Regions from separate parts of the Mus musculus genome. Here region 1 is linked to region 2. A link is a contact called in public promoter capture Hi-C data. All regions are on one chromosome and are shown on one strand. The core of a region is the stretch at or near the end of the contact, and the rest is flanking DNA. Distances in the headings are between cores, read along the strand shown.

Region 1 (3,761 bases), core at 576-3,075, 170 kb before region 2:
CATTCAAAGGTTTCCGCTTGTTTCCTTCTGGAGTCTGGACTCAGGTGCTCTTTTAGAATGAAACAGGAGGGGAACGACATTTAAAAATTAAAAGTCAAGGAGCAGGCAGACGCTATCCATCTAGCTTCCCGTTCCAACTCCTTCAGTTCTTTGGATTTTACAGTCTTGGCTTTGGGAGAAATATGTTTGCTAGGTCTCTATTTACTCTCTGAACAACCAGGCTGCTGCAGCCTCCAGAGTTCTCTCCATTGGAATCCAAATGGACTTCTTGCTCAGCACAGTTAACAGTTATTCCTCAGGGTTAGGTCTGTCTCCCTCTGCCCCTCTTTGCCTTCCATATCAGTTAGCAGATCTTTGACTGCTGACTATCCCCCAGATTGTTTGGACCAAGACACTACTGGTTACAAATTTAGACTCCTAGGCAAGCAAGGTACAGTGGATCAAATAAACTTGACCTTTCTTTCACCTCTCAGTTGCTTTTGTCCTCCCTAGAGGAGCATGGTCTTGCCTGGCACTAAAGTAATAAGGGTGAAATTCTGGGAAAATCCAGCTGGCAGCTTATTACCCCATGAGGCTTTATTTAAAGTATCCATGTATTAACAGGTTCACTTTTAGAACGCTTCCAGTCATAGCAAAAAAACCTCAGGCAGGAAAGCTGTCATGGAGACCAGTGTCCCTCCTCCAGCCCCCACCACCTCCCAAGGACAGAAGACAGACCACAGGTCACAAAGTTAGCCAGGAACCTGCATTTGGTTGCACTCTTGGAAAAGTAACCTAAGAGGGTGCCACCCCTTAGTTATTTGTTCCCCAATAGTAGGCTTCCCCCCCTTCCCTTCCCTCCCCTTCCCTCCCCTTCCCTCCCCTTCCTTTCCCTCCCCTCCCCTCCATCCCGCTTCCCTTTCCTCCCCTCTCCTTCCCTCCCTTTCCTTCCCCCTTCCCTCCGGTTCTCTCTCTCTCTCTCTCTCTCTCTCTCTCTCTCTCTCTCTCTCTCTCTCTCTCTTTTCTCTACTCTTCTCTTGATTCCACGAGTTTGAAACTATAATTCCGTTTCTTTAAAGCGCTGTTTGTGTGACTTTCCCAGCTGAGGAAGACAATCTGTATAAATGGTGGCACCACAGGCAGGCTGCTGCATTTCAGTCCCACTGCAGTACCCTAGATGGCTTGGGAAAAGCCTCCAGTCCTCATCGATGTATCCAATTGGACTTTTGGAAATCTATTCCGTTAAGAGTGTGAGTGCGTGTTTGGGGAGGGCTGGTCACGTGAACGCTAGTCTCTCCAATCTGGGTACCAATGAAGCCAACACCGGCCAGGAGGGAAACATCAATGAGCCAAGTGACCAGTTTGCCCTGGCCTGGTGAAGCACTGCAGAGTCTGAGGCCCCAGAAGGGTGAGCAGAGTGCACCTGGAGAAAAGGAGAGCAGCGGACGATGTTAGCTTCTGCTTCTCCACTGGGGGCCGCAGTCACCTTCAGCATCCGGAAATAGGGAGAAGCAAACCCCGGGGTGGATCTGGCCCGAGGCTCCCTCCAGTTCCAACCTCTGCTTGCTTTTGCCCGGTCTCAGCAGGCGCGACTCTTAAGGAAGCAGAGGCTTTCTCAGGACTCTGGGGTTGCGGGCGCCCACTCTCTAGGTGGCTGCAGCCTCTGGCAGGGCACGCCCTCGGCGCTATTGCCGCGCCCCTCTGGAGTCTGCCCCTCCCGCCCTAGGGAGCACGAGCCCACTGCTGGAGAGTCCTGCCTTCCTCTGCTCCCCAGGCGGGAGATGATGGAGAGGCTAAACTGGGTCTCTGGCCATCGAGTTCCTGGCCCGAGCTGCCCACGGTATCCAAGACCGTGATGTGGTGACACTGGCTGAGCCTCAGAAACCGAGATTGGGGCTGATCCGGACTCTGAGGCCGCATCCTCCAGCCGCTGAGAGCCCCAGCATCATGCAAGTGGGCAGTGGCTGCCGACTGCCCAGGAAAGCCCGGGTGCGACCCTAGTCTGCAGATCCAGACCTCGTGCTGTGGGGGCTGAAGTTAACCTACGCCAGGGGTGTTGCCCCAAGTGCAAAGCCTGGGCTGCCCTGGAGCCTAGGATTCTTTTGCCTAGGGAACCTTCGGGAAGCTCTGCGTTGGAGGCCCTGTGGACCACCACCTCAGAGCCACGCAAGAGCTGCGGAGGACCGGGGACGGAGAGCTGGAGCAGCCCCCAGAGGTAACTTCAGAAAGCGGGAGACCCATGGGCACCCGAGCGCACATGTGCAAGTATGTGCGTGCAAGGTGTGATCGCTACGTGCCGGTTGCTATTACACAGGGACTCTGTGTAAAGTCCCAGGCTACTGGCACTCCTCCCTGGCTCCGATAGGTTCCCGACTGCAGGCCGCCTGGGCACGGAGACCCTTTTCGCTGAGCTCGGTACGGTAGTGGGAAAAGGGGTGTGCGTGTGCACGCGCATGTGGTATGTGTGTTTGCGTGTGGTGTGCGTGTGTGTGTGTGTGTGTGTGTGTGTGTGTGTGTGTGTGTGCGCGCGCGCGGTAGGTAGTAGGCTTGGCCATATCTGGTGGAGGGAAAAGAGATGAAAGTAGAGATACAATGGCCAAAGACCACAAAATTCTGGGCAAGTTTTCCTGGTTAAGAATTCATTTCAAACAACGGTGTTTTGGGGGTCAAGTAGGTGAACTGTTTGTGTGACACCTCCCCACCCCCGACCTATCGGAGTAAGGTGGAGAACTGAACCAACCCTAGAAAAACGGACCAGTGTATCCCAACGTTAAATTGCGATTTCCAGTCACATTGTTGTGGAAAGGAGGTGTCTTTCCTCCTGGAGACGTTCAACTTCACCTGCCAGAAAAACACCAAAGCAAGGCCTGGCTGGCAGCGGGGCTTGAGTTCATTCACACACTAGCTCACCTCTCAGCAGCCTTTCCCACCTGCTCTACCGCCATCCCTGCCAAGTCCTGTACTCTGCGAGGCCACAAAACCAGCAAGTAGTCATTGGTCCTCTCTGCAAGAGTGCAGGGAGCTTCTGGGAAGCAATTGAGTAGCTTGCTCTAACAGCATGCATGCCGACGTTGTTTGTGAAATAGTAGTCAAAGGTTGTAAACACCGGGGTGGGGGTGGGGTGGTGAGGTGAGTTGAGATCAGCTAGTCTTTTCAGTGGGAAATTAAGTAAGGTTTGCCAAGACAGAGAGGAGGAGAGACAAGGAGTCTGTGTGCTAACACAGGTCGGTTTTATAGAACTTACATTTTGTTTGAAGGATGGGGTGATTTTCTTAGGAACTGGTGGGACCATGGCAGCTGCCATTGCGGCTGGGATTTGGGGGGTTGGCTGTTTGGCTCTGCTATGGTGTTATGCAGCATGACATGAAGGATTTCCAGGAGTCATTGAGGGGCAGTGCATTTGACCGGTAATTTATCCCCTTCTCCCTGCAAACAAGCTTTCGTTACCACCTCTTCTGATGAAATCTTCCTTGCAGGTAGAAGCTTGCCACTTGCTCTGGGTATAGGAGCCTTCTGAGATGAGCTCCTTGCCAGAGCAGTGACAGCCTGGAGAGGGGACATGGCTCAAACAAGAGTAGTGGGAGAGAGTTGGGTGGATGGCCTGAGCAAGCCCTTAGAATTGGGTCTCTTTTTATGTATCAGAGCATAAGAGAATAATGAGGAATGATGGAGTGTCTGCAAAAAACAGCCAGTTTAGAGTGGTTTGTTTTTTGTTTTTTTTGTTTTTGTTTTTGTTTTTTTGTTTTTTTGTTTTTTTTACTAGAGGCTGCAGGGAAACCTGA
Region 2 (4,083 bases), core at 528-3,027:
AATGGGATGAGTAGAGACCTGATAATGACGTGGAAGCTAGCTCCAAGCTGGCTCTGTCCATGTAAGCCGTGCATTTCCAGTGTCTCACAGAGCATGTTGTACCACTCTACCTCTTCTGAGCAGCCCATACAGAACCCATTCAATGTCCATCCCAGATGCACATGTTACTAACCTATGAGCCACCGTTTGAATTTCCAATGGACTGCTCACACCATCTCTTTGAGATTTTCCTGAGCACCCATCTACTTCTCTGCTTTGCTCCTCTATCACCTACCCTCTAAACATATGCTTCCTCTGCCTCCTGCCAGAGCTGAGTCTTTGGCTCCACTCACTTGAGGTTTATCTTCCTTTCTGGCCCTGGCCCTGTGCTTTCCAACTGGGGCCACATTCATATCCCTGAGAACCTGATGCTCCCAACTGCAGGGCTCAGGACTTACTTCTTTAGGGGTCATCCCGAGGTTCAGGTGTTGGGAATACAGCTTCTGTACTTGAGACTGAAATCCCTATACTGGTTACCTGTCAAGATTTGCACTTCCTTTCTTTCTCTACTCTGTCTTTATATCCCAATTTCCTACACTGTATTGGGTGTCACATCGAAAATAAACAACCTGCACTCCCATCCTTTCTTATGGTCTCTTTCTAGGACATGCCAACCTCAGATATTCATTTACCAGTACTCACACAATGTCTCCCAAGTACATTCCTAGGCATAGAAATTTCATTAAGGCAAACATCTCAAGAGTTACAAGAAGCCACATATTGAGTGATGTCCAGAGCAGTCAAGACCACAGAGAGTACACATTAGCAGTTTCTAGTATTTGAGAAAAAAGACCTGATGCTTATTGCTACTTAAAAGACTGCTTAATGGGTGCAGAGTTTCTGTTTGAGGTGATGAAAAGGACCTGGAAGCAGTGATAATGACTCTATGTGCTGTCAGTGTGGTTAGTTTTACTGAACTGTGCACCTTAAAATGATTAATAGTCTAGGGGTTGGAAAGATGGCTCCATAGCAAAGAGCAGTAACTGCTCTAGGTGTTCGGTTCTGGGGTTCAGTTCTCAGCACACACATAATGCACATGTAGTGCACAGATATAAATGCAAGCAAAACATTCATACACATCAAGTAAAGTGATAGTAAAATTTAAAAATTATTAGCACGTTAAATACAGATGTATATAGGTATGTCCACAAAACAAAAATGGATGAAAACCTCAGATGGTAGATTCTTACTATATTTGAAATACAATAAATAAATAAATAAATAAATAACTGTGTCCTTTGTATAAGAGATTACATGTCACAATTCTTCCATCTCCACCTGTGTTTGCTCTGTCTTTTTTTTCTTTTCTTTTCTTTTCTTTTTTTTCTTTTCTTTTCTTTTCTTTTCTTTTCTTTTCTTTTCTTTTCTTTTTGTTTTTGTTTTGTTTTTTCAAGACAAGGTCTCTGTGTAGACCTGGCTGTCCTGGAACTCACTTTGTAGACCAAGCTGGCCTCAAACTCAGAAATCCGCCTGCCTGTACCTCCTAAGTGCTGGGATTAAAGGCATGTGCCACCCTGCCCGGCTTTTTTGTTTATTTGTTTGTTTGTTTGTTTTATGTTTGCTTTGTCTTAGGTCTTGCCTTTTGTGGACATGGCCCTCATGGCCTGCATTTGCAGGGTCTGCAGATTCCTCCAGCGATCCGGAGGAATCCAGCCGGTCTATCCACACCAGTCTTAGAACCACTCATGGATAGCCGAATCCTCAGAAGCCCACAGTCCACAGACAGATGGGACTTCTCAAATTTACCCCCTGTGAACTCTTTTCACACTCCTTGGAAGCTCTGTCATGCATCCAGATCCTGCGGGTCAATTTGGAGGCTAATGACACACATATGGGCCATATGGACACTGCTTAAACTGAAAATGTGTGCAGCTGTTGGGGTTGCCGGAGCCAGATGTTCAGCTGATGATCTTCTTTGGCTGAATATAATCTTGCTTGAAGTGGCTTTCATAGGAGGCTGGCTGCTGAGAACCAGGCTCTGTCTTCTAGAACACTTGTCTCTTGTTAACTCTGAAATAGAGGGATCATGTTTTAAGATATGGAACAAAGAGCTGTGCGTGCATGTGTGTGTGAGTGTATGCATGTGTGCATGTCTCTCTCTGTCTCTGTTTCTGTCTCTGTCTTTTTATGTCTCTGTCTCTCTCTTTCTCTCTCTCTCTCTCTCTCTCTCTCTCTCTCTCCCTCTCCCTCTCCCTCTCCCTCTCCCTCTCTCTCTCTCTCTCTCTCTCTCTCTCTCTCTCTCTCTCTGTGTGTGTGTGTGTGTGTGTGTGTGTGTGTGTGTGTGTATAAAGTCCAGAGAACAATCTTAGTGTTGTTCCTTAGTAGCTGTTGATCTTTCTTCTTGCATTAGGGTTTCTCACTGGGACCTAGAATTCCTCAAGGGAACTAGGTTAGTTGGCCAAGCAGCCTCAGGAATGTGCCTGTCTCTGCTGATACTGGTTTAGAAGTGCATGCTACCATACCTGTTTTGTTGTTGTTATTGTTTTATCTGTTTTGGTTTTTGTGTGTCTATTCATGGGCTTGTTTTGTTTTGTTTTATATGGATACTGGAGATTCAACTCAGATTCTCCTGCTTTCAAAGCAAGCATTTTACTGACTGAACTACCATCCCAGCCCAGCAGATATGGTTTAGCTAGAATATGGTATATGCATGTTTGTTTTGTGTGTTTGTTTGTTTACTTCTCTGCTACGATTTTAAAATTGCTCACCCAAGCACCACCTCCCACATCTGGCTTACTTTTCTTACTTCATCTTACCTGCCTGATTAGAACGTGGATTTGTCTGTTTTCTCTGTTTTAATGACTTGGGGAGAATGAGAAAATGAAATGGCTTTGATTCTCAGGTAGATATTGAAGAGAGGCTCATAGGGACACTAACTGAAACATACTGTGTGCTCCAACCTAAAGCATACAACTTTTACTTTTGACTCAACAGTGTTTAAAAGCCTTCATTCATTTCTTTATGATGCAAAGAATGGAACCATCATAGAAAGCTCAGAATCAATGGGGACTTTCAAGAGAGGGATCCAGGTCTTGAGAATTCATTCATGACCCTACCAGCCGTCTCTTATAGTAAAGGCACATAGACTCTTCAGCAACCTCTTCACATTTCACTATTCAGGAGTACCAGCTTTTTCAGCTCCTTCTACACTCTGTGGATTTGTATAGCTAAGTTCTTTCTGGCCAAACAGAAATAAAGGCTGCCTATACATCCTTTTCCAACCTCTATCCCTTTGTTTGGGTCAGAAGAAGAAAAGCTGAGGTTGTTTTGAAGGACAGAGCTGTGAAACTGGGTTCCTATGTCACAGCTTGAAGGAAAGGTTCCAACAAGAAGACATTTACATCAGACTCTTGAATTAGTGACAAACACTGGATTTAATTACTTAAATCCAAGGCCATCCATTATATCAATTTGCCTGTCTAGACTAACAAATAGTGAAAAAAAAAAAAAAAGAAAACAAAGTGGCTAAAGCAAGTAAGGGAAGTGCTTTTGTAACATAACACACAAAACTTTTCAGGTGGGGTCAGAAGTAGCCCCTGGCCTGGCAGATACCAATTCTCTGTCTCTATTGAAACTAGTCAGAGATCCCATACAGCCAGTGCAAGCACTGTGGATGGCCAATGCACCACTAGATCTGCAAGGCCATCTGACTGAGCCAGAAGGGCAACTTCCCTACAAGCTGCATCTGCTACAGAGTTCTTATTCTGTGCCACACTAGATCCTTGAGGTCTCAGACCTGATAAGTGGGTTCCTCACACATTCCCAAGTGCCTTAAAAATCAGAAACCTATAAATTCTGTCTCCTTGTGGTAAGGGAATCGAACTGCAAAGACTTTTCCTTACAGAAGAATAAGATGTCAGAGCATGCCCTGTGATTTTGGACTCCTGAGAGCCTTTGTCAACATGTCACACTCTTGAAAACTTTATCGCACTTTTCTCTCATCCTCGGATGTAATTTAAGAGAAATCAGAGATCTTGCCAATTACTGTTATATCTTGGCCCAATTACCACATCATTAGTTGTAGAGTATCTTAGTGTGCTATGA

The links. Promoter capture Hi-C pulls out the DNA fragments that hold promoters and counts their contacts.
Region 1: a contact with region 2 is called in a promoter capture Hi-C map of second pharyngeal arch cranial neural crest, with 2.3 times the contacts expected there. The contact joins the promoter of Minar1 here to the enhancer-like site in region 2. A contact is called at or near these places in 20 of 39 promoter capture datasets (3T3-L1-derived adipocytes, the C10 cell line, the HPC-7 cell line and 12 more), 8 of 484 Hi-C or Micro-C datasets (Sertoli cells, bone marrow-derived macrophages, cerebellum and 3 more), 3 of 115 datasets of contacts at active chromatin or transcription factors (SST interneurons, embryonic stem cells and stem cell-derived neural progenitor cells) and 3 of 9 other capture datasets (adipose tissue, embryonic stem cells and liver).

The regions. Positions count from the first base shown.
Region 1 is chr9:89,621,050-89,624,810 of GRCm38.p6, reverse strand. It overlaps Minar1 (membrane integral NOTCH2 associated receptor 1), which reads left to right and starts at 1,825. Exons shown (of 4, transcript NM_153509.2): 1 at 1,825-2,194.
Region 2 is chr9:89,447,590-89,451,672 of GRCm38.p6, reverse strand. No RefSeq gene overlaps it. Among named protein-coding and RNA genes, the nearest start is that of Gm40543, 95 kb to the right of the region's middle. Within about 2 kb of position 1,777, at least 6 of the 459 cell types and tissues checked have an H3K27ac peak or open chromatin away from gene starts, as enhancers often do. A contact at or near this core is called in second pharyngeal arch cranial neural crest, where this site is marked.